Linked DNA regions of Sus scrofa: region 2 is linked to region 1. Evidence: chromatin contacts called from public HiChIP or PLAC-seq data. All regions are on one chromosome and are shown on one strand. Each heading gives the region's core, a stretch centred on a gene start, on an enhancer-like site or on the middle of the called end of the contact. The rest is flanking DNA. Distances are from core to core; before and after follow the strand shown.

The links. HiChIP or PLAC-seq counts read pairs in DNA pulled down with a chosen protein or histone mark.
Region 2: an H3K27ac HiChIP or PLAC-seq map of skeletal muscle shows a contact between it and region 1. The contact joins two enhancer-like sites. A contact is called at or near these places in 1 of 47 Hi-C or Micro-C datasets (epiblast stem cells) and 1 of 2 datasets of contacts at active chromatin or transcription factors (skeletal muscle).

The regions. Positions count from the first base shown.
Region 1 is chr1:30,482,300-30,486,184 of Sscrofa11.1, reverse strand. The region is part of intron 2 of EYA4 (eyes absent homolog 4); the gene reads left to right. Among named protein-coding and RNA genes, the nearest start is that of EYA4, 91 kb to the left of the region's middle. Within about 2 kb of position 1,749, at least 1 of the 83 cell types and tissues checked has an H3K27ac peak or open chromatin away from gene starts, as enhancers often do. A contact at or near this core is called in skeletal muscle, where this site is marked.
Region 2 is chr1:30,780,944-30,784,828 of Sscrofa11.1, reverse strand. No RefSeq gene overlaps it. Among named protein-coding and RNA genes, the nearest start is that of RPS12, 140 kb to the left of the region's middle. Within about 2 kb of position 1,613, at least 6 of the 83 cell types and tissues checked have an H3K27ac peak or open chromatin away from gene starts, as enhancers often do. A contact at or near this core is called in skeletal muscle, where this site is marked.

The sequences.
Region 1 (3,885 bases), core at 500-2,999:
CTTGCAGCTTATCAGATCCATGCCTTAGTCCTTCTTCATATTTTTGATGCTAGTCCAAAAGTTTTAAATTTCAGTTTCTAATTGTTCATTCCTTATATAAGGAAATTAGGTGATTTTTGCTTATTGATCTTTTGTTATGCAACCTTTCTAAATTTTTAGTACAGAAAATAATATTGTCTGTGAAGAAAGACAGTCTTAATTTACTGTTCCTTAATCTAAATCCCTTTTATTTCTCTTCATTGCCTTATTGCAATGGCTAGATCCTCCAGTACCATGTTGAATAGCACTTGATAGAATAGACATCCTCAGGTCTCTTACATCAAGTTCAGGATGGAGTCTGTCATAGGCCATAGAAAGTCTCAAATGAAATTTCTTGTGAGGCTTCTAACTTATTTCGGAAAAAAAAAAATGGAATTCCTGCTGGGTGCAACAGGTTAAGGATCCAGCTGCAGTTCAGATTTGATCCTTGGCCTGGAAATTTCCATATGCTGTGAGTGGAAAAATAAAAAGAATCATTTATGTTTTGCATCCTCCTCCATAATATATCTTTATGTTTAAAATATGAAATGCATTTTAAAAATATAGTTAAACTATCTTACTCAAGCATTGTCTCTCTCCTAACCCCAAACATGTTGAAAATGATGCTCCAGGAAGAGGAGCTATATTCAGCCCTAAGATTTTGAGCATACTTCTTAAACAAATTTGAGAAGCCAAGTAACATAATAAAATATGTGATTTATAAAATACGTCTTAAAAATGCAAAGCAGTGTAGATACAAGTGGAACGCTGTGCTGAGTTATATTGTAAGCTATGTATTAATTGATTTCTCCCATGCCTCCATAACCAGATTGTAAACCTAGTCAAGGTGGACTACATCTACATCTTTTTCTTCATTTTACCAGCCACAGCCTGTAGGACAGCGCCTTATATTGAATTTGTGGAATGACTATTTCCCAGGAGCTTGCTTAGCTTGCACGTGCAGAGATCACTAGAAATAAGTAAGTGTGTGATAGTAATTAAGTGGTTAGGTTAGAAATTGGTTTAGAAGAACTAGAAGTGTGTTTGAGTTGGGGTGGAAGTTGAATTGGAAGACAGGGTACCCATGAACTTGAAATAGACTATATGTCTGATATGATTGAGAGGAGATTCAGAAGAACATTCCTTATATTGAGATCCATAAACCCAGGTGTCTATAGATACAGTTCTTGTGAATGTGGCATTCAAGTTCTTTTTACAGACTTCTCAACTGTTGTATCTTTGAGCAGACAAAATTACCGAGCACATTTTTGAGTCATGGTAAACGACCCCATGACCTTATAACCAAGTACTTCTATGAAATATTCGTACTGTAGTTTTTGCATTTTTAGTTATATTTATGGGCTCAAACTGATTGCACAAGTGTCAACATTTATCTAGTAAACCTGATTACTTATTATTTCTCAGATTAGACTCCACAGATCATATTCTTCAGGGTCCTAAAGTCAGAAACACAGATGCAGGACAGTGGGTCAGAACAGGTGAATGAGAGAACATGGGTACCCCGGATGTTTCTAGCCTCTGTGCCCTTAAGTCAGCCAGCTTTTTGAGAGCAGCAAGTGGGAGCTCCTGTTTTCTGGAGTCAGCCCATGCTGCTGCCTACTTCTCTGCCCTCCCTTGGAACTCCACCATGGCTCTTGGACTGGAAGGGTAGTGCCCTCCCCCCATACTGTCTCTCACTGCCCACAGCCTTCTCGAGTTACTGCTGCCTGAGAGTCTGTGGACAGAAGGCAGGTACTATGGCAGATGCTTAAGAACTTCTGGGTCAGGCTGTAGAGTGAGTGCAGGGAAATATAAGCAGGAACTTGAAACTCACTGTCACACATCGGAGTTTATAGAAATCCATTGGTCATGCATTGCTCACTGGTCATCCGTCCTGAGGTCCCTGTGTTTTGAACCAGAATCCCACAGTCTCTCTTTGTCTTATTTCTTTGCACCTCTCCATCTATTCCAGGTATTTTGGATTTCTCTTCTTTGTCCTCAGTGTCCTCAATTTCTGTCACTTTATATTGCGGAAATTCAGTTCTGTCTTTGTCATGACCTCAAAGTCTAATCTATGCACAGAGAGAAGTGCTTTTTTATCTCCCGCAAAACATTAAGGTATCAGTTTTAATTGAAAAAAAAAAAATGGACCCAGAAAGGGTGTCATGTCATTTTTTATGAGGCCATATCACTTGTAGCACTAATTTTTTTTCTGTTATAATTGACACATAAATATGCATATTGTCTTAGTAGAATATATAAAAAACATTTGTATATGTGCACTTTTGTAAACTTCATTTTCCATTTTAATGCAAAAATTCTTGGGAAGTAGGTGAATTTTCTGTTATCAGGAATCAGAAATCTTGACGATAGAATACTAGACTTACAATTTATGAAAGAGTAAGGAAAGATAACAGTATTTTAGCAAGAACACTATTCTGAGGGTCAGAAAAATGGTTTCTAGCCTCTGTTTCGGTCACTGAGTTACCCATATACTTCATCTATAGCAACTTAACTCCCCTGAGCCTCTTTCCATACGTATAACCTTCCTCTCTCCTTGCCCCAGTGGGGTCAGGGTGAGACTGTGCTTTTTTTTCTCTTTTCTTTTCTTTTCTTTTCTTTTCTTTTCTTTTCTTTTCTTTTCTTTTCTTTTCTTTTGTTTTCTTTTCTTTTCTCTTCTTTTCTTTTCTCTTCTTTTCTTTTCTTTTTTTTGTCTTTTTGCCTTTTCTAGGGCTGCTTCTGCAGCATATGGAGGTTACCAGGCTAGGGGTCTAATCAGAGCTGTAGCCTCCAGCCTACGCCAGAGCCACACCAACTCAGGATCTGAGCCGTATCTGCGACCTACACCACAGCTCATGGCAACGCTGGATCCTTAACCCACTGAGCAAGGTCAGGGATTGAACCCGCAACCTCATGGTTCCTAGTCAGATTCGTTAACCATTGAGCCACATGGAAACTCTAAGACTGTGCTTTCTAAACCATAAACTTCTTTATAAGTATAAATGTTATGTCATTGTGTTGCCGAAGATCATTATCTTCATCAGCTAAACTAGAAAGGTCTTTATTCCCTGGTAGGTGTATTCGTAGGTAGTCTCTTCACAAACTTATCCTTGCAAATGATTTACTTGTACTTGAATTAACTCTGTGCTTTAGTCCATTGAATAAAGAAAAAGAAAAAGGATAGTCTTGATCTCTTGCCTTTTATGTTGTCATTCAACATTGAAATAAACCGCCTATTATTAAAAAATAGAGGTCAATCCTGCCATTTAAAAAGGACTCTTCAACATTGCATTAGTTAGACATTTCTTACCTTTCTCCTTCCTTTGACCATCCAGAGTAAACTCCTTAAGCTCTGGTGTAATATAGCTAGATCCTGAACCAATAATGAGTTAACATGTATATCATGAAATAGTTATAGTGGTTTCAAAGTTAATATTTTCATTTATTTTGTTAAGACTTCATTTTTTGGAGCAATTTTAGGTTTACAGAAAAATTGGGGGGAAGGTATGGAGATTTTCTCTGTACCTCCTATCCCAGTACATGCGTAGCCTCCTCCGTATCGATATCGCCCACCTGAGTGGTATATTTGTTGCAATTGATGAACCCACATCGTAATGAACCAAAGTCCATAGTTTTAGAGCCTTATAGTTCTTGATGTTGTATGTTCTGTGGGTTTGGACAAATGAGTAAGGACATGGCTCCCTCATTATAATATTATTTTCGCTGGTAAGATAGATGTAAAAATGCTGTAAAGTGAGTTCCCATTGTGGCTCAGCATAATGATCCTGACTCGTATCCCTGAGGACATGGGTTCTATCCCTGGCCCTACTCAATGGGTTAAGGATCCGGCATTGCCGTGAGCTGTGC
Region 2 (3,885 bases), core at 364-2,863, 300 kb before region 1:
CTGGGGAAGGTTCCCAGAGTTGGCATTTTTATCTTCTAGGGCCACGTGGGGGAAGGTGCATGTAAAAGCCCCAGCCATCACCAGGGGGCGCCAAAGGACAGCACCTGTTTGCATAATAGGCTAAGGGGCACTGCAAAGAGTAGAAGAGAATTACCCTGAAGAGAAAAAAACCTCATACCTAGATCCACCTTGGGCCATGGAGGAGAAGCTTCTCATGATTTGTGCAAAGAGTCCACAGTCATTAAAGATAGAGGGATCATTTCACTCATCTGGAAAACCTCATTTTATAAACGGAGTCTACTGAGATCTAGAGAGGTGAAGGAACTTGTTCAAACACGCACTGGTGGACTTGGCAGAACTGGGACAGTACTGGGATCAGAACTGAAGTCTCCAGATTCTTCCTTCAGAACTTCTTCGGCTCCCCTGTGCTATCTCCCCACAATGAAAATGCTGCAAGAGAAGTTCACACACTGCATTTGACCTGTTTCCACTGTTCTTGGCAACACTTTGGTGGATGGAAAGTCATCTCCTTCCCTGGCCCTTCAGATTTTAAAGAAAAGACATTGGGAATTTCCCTCCCTACTCCTTCCTTAGAGATTCTTACAGAAGGGATCCGTGTTCTATTTTGGGAAACCGCATTCCTATTGGAGTGTGTTTTAGTCCTTTCCTCACTTTTTATCTCTACTTTTCCATTGAGGGCCAGCTGTAAGATTTTTCTTATTTCTGTAGTCAAGACTTTGTTGGCCTCTTGTCAAAACTAACAAAATCTCTCATGCCAAAAAATACATTAGGAACTAATATTTTCAAATATATTAAAATGTCTGTGTTATAATGCATGCTAAAAACCCATTTTCAACTGATACAGATCCAAACTCTCCAGATAAAACCTATGTTCTTGCCTTGTGATAGAGCCTCTGGTTTCTCCGTAAAGAACCGATTTCAGGCCCATATTACGGATCTGGGTGAAAAGCCCACCGCATCACATACATTAGAATTAGAATCATAAACTGAAACCTTTTAGAGCGTCTATTGATTTTAACGTGCCTGGTCCATAGGCGACTTCAGTGAGTCCACTTCTTCCTAATTTGACAGCTGCTCTGGAACGGCCAGAGCTTGGACTAATGAGGTTACAGCTGTCAGGGTTAATCAACAGATCCAAAAGTGAAGTAGGAATTGGGTAGCTGGTTTCAGTTAATTTGTGCAAATGTACAGATTGGGTGGGCCATATTTACACTGGTGACTCAAAACAAACTTTCAGGAATTGAGCCAAGTATGATCTCACCAGTTTTCTGCTCCCCTCTGGGGAGATAAGACACACATTACAGAAACAGGAGACGGAATACAAAAGAGTTCAGAGCCCCGAACTGCCCTTGCAAAGCCCATTTCTCTCCAGCGTATTTTCCTCTTAATCGAGAATCTAATTTAATTTCCAATACACGAGTCGGGCCATTCCTGAACAAGTTCTCAACCTGTCCGATGATTCAGCGTGGGCTTTGCGCGTCTTTCCCCCTTGCCATGGGGCTTTATGTAAGAGCTGCCCCTCCCCCGATCTGGGCGCTTATGAGAGCATCCAGCATGAGTCCGTGATCGCTGCACATCCATTTTGTTATGAAAACATCATTCTATTAATATAAATACAGGCTGCATTTGCCAGGGCTAACTAGAACAGGTGCAAAGTCTTCAGATGCTTGCTGGTACTGAGAAATGAAAAGGGTGGACAAACAGTTTTCTGTGGTAGCTCTGCTGGTGTCAATGTAACATTCATCTCTGTTGCATTCCTTGATGTTCATGGAAGGTAGCCCAGGAAACTCAACCCCACTAGCTTGCAGGGTGGAGAGGGAGGAAGGAGGAAGAGAATGATCGCGATGACATGGTCTCTAGGATTCGGTTTATGCAAATACTCTCTTCTTGATCTGGGGCTCACATGGGTTATGCATAGAGTGCCTCCTGTCAAATCTCCTGCTGCGATTTACAGGATACTGCCAACATAAATATTCTGCTGATGTCAAATTTAGAAAACAGCTTAAAGGCTCCTGATGTTTCTCTTCTTCCTTTTTTAAAAAAATCTTATCCATGTGACTGCCACGGTGTTACCAGTGGTTTCAAATTCACTTTGTAGTTTTCCAGGTGAGAGAAAGTCATTGCTGAAAGGCATATCTGGGCTCCTGTCCTATCATTGGAATTATCTCAAGATTTCACTTGGTTTTAGGGAGTGAAAGCCTTAAATGCATGTGCTATTGCAGAATTGTCCTGATAAATAAACAATAAATATTCTATGTGATAGTTGTGGATCTTAAGTATGGGATTTTACACTTTTAGGGAGCCCATCTTCAGAAGCAAGTTCCTGAGTTTATGATTGTGTCTCACACACACACACACACACACACCACACACACTCACATGTAGTAGTTTGGGATTAATTGTTGCCAGTTCCATCGTGGTGGTCCCTCCCATGTTGTAGGCAGAATTCTAAGATGACCCCCAGGATTCTTGCTTCTTGGGGTACACATCCCATAAAATCTCCCCTCTTTGAGAATGGGTAAGACCTGTGAATGTGATGGCATAGCACCCCTGAGATTATCTTGCAGTTATATAGCAGAGGTGGAGACATTTTAAAGATGTGATTAAGGTCTCTAATCAGTTGACTTTGAGTGAATTAAAAGAGAGATTATTTTAGTGGTCCAACCCAATTAAGTGAGCCCTCTAAAAGAGGGACTAGGGCCCTCCCCGAGGTCAGAGACTGTCCTGCTGGCTTTGAAGGAGTCAGTTGTCATGTTCTGAGAGGGCCCATGAGAGGTCACATGGCAAGAACCACTGGGATCTGCAGGAGTTGTGATAGACCCTCAACTGCCACCTAGATATAAAACAAGGACCTCAGTCCTACAGCCAGCAAGGAAATGAATTCAGTCACAACCTTGTGAGCTCAAAAGAGGCTTTGAGTACTAGACGGGCTCACAGCCCTGAATGACACCTTGATTTTGGCCTAGTGAGCCCTTGAACAGAGAAGCCAGTTCAATAACCTGTGAAATGATAAACTAGTGTCACTTTAAGCACCTAAGTTTATAGTAATTTGTTATGCAGCAATAGCAAACAAATACATCCCTGTTCAGTACAACTTGCATCTAGGCTCTGATCATACAGAACTGTCATCCTTAAGAAGGGGAAAAGTGTACCCACAGTACGCATGCCACAAATGACCTGCTACAAGGAACATCCAATTATAAATGGTGGCAGTGGTTTTTACATTCTTGTCAAACTTCTCATTTCCTTCTCTGCCTGAGGGTTAGTGGCTACTCTTTCATTTCTCAAAAGGGATGGGAGTTTGTTTGAATTCTGATTGAGGGCTTCAAAACACAACATCATAATCAAGATGCATTGTAGTTTTGTTATGGGATTAAATAATTATGCATGAGGATTCCCAGCTTTTTCTCTCTGCTGCCTTCCTGGAACAGTCTGACTTGTCACTGGGCTAATCTTTTGGCTTTATAATAAAGAACTAGAGGGAAAGGGAAAAGAAAGGATGACAGGAGGCACACAGGTCAGGGTTGGATATTTGTCTGGGGGACTTTGTTGTGGCAGAGATTGTCCTGACCATGAAATCGTGTGTCCCATATCTGTGGTCCAAGGAGCCTTGTTTAGTGTGTAGTTGATATTGATAAACAATTTTTAATTAACTGCATTAAACATAGATGGCAGGAAAAGAGGGGGGTAAAGAGGTATTCTGTGCTTGGCAAAGACTCTTACAGTATTACAAATTGAAATATATCACTAAAATCTTTTTGAAATGACTCTTGTGAACTGGACTCAGTTCTTTGAACTGTGACACCATCCAGAGTTTGGAGCACAGGGATCAAAGGCTTGTAAACATGAATTGGCACACGATCT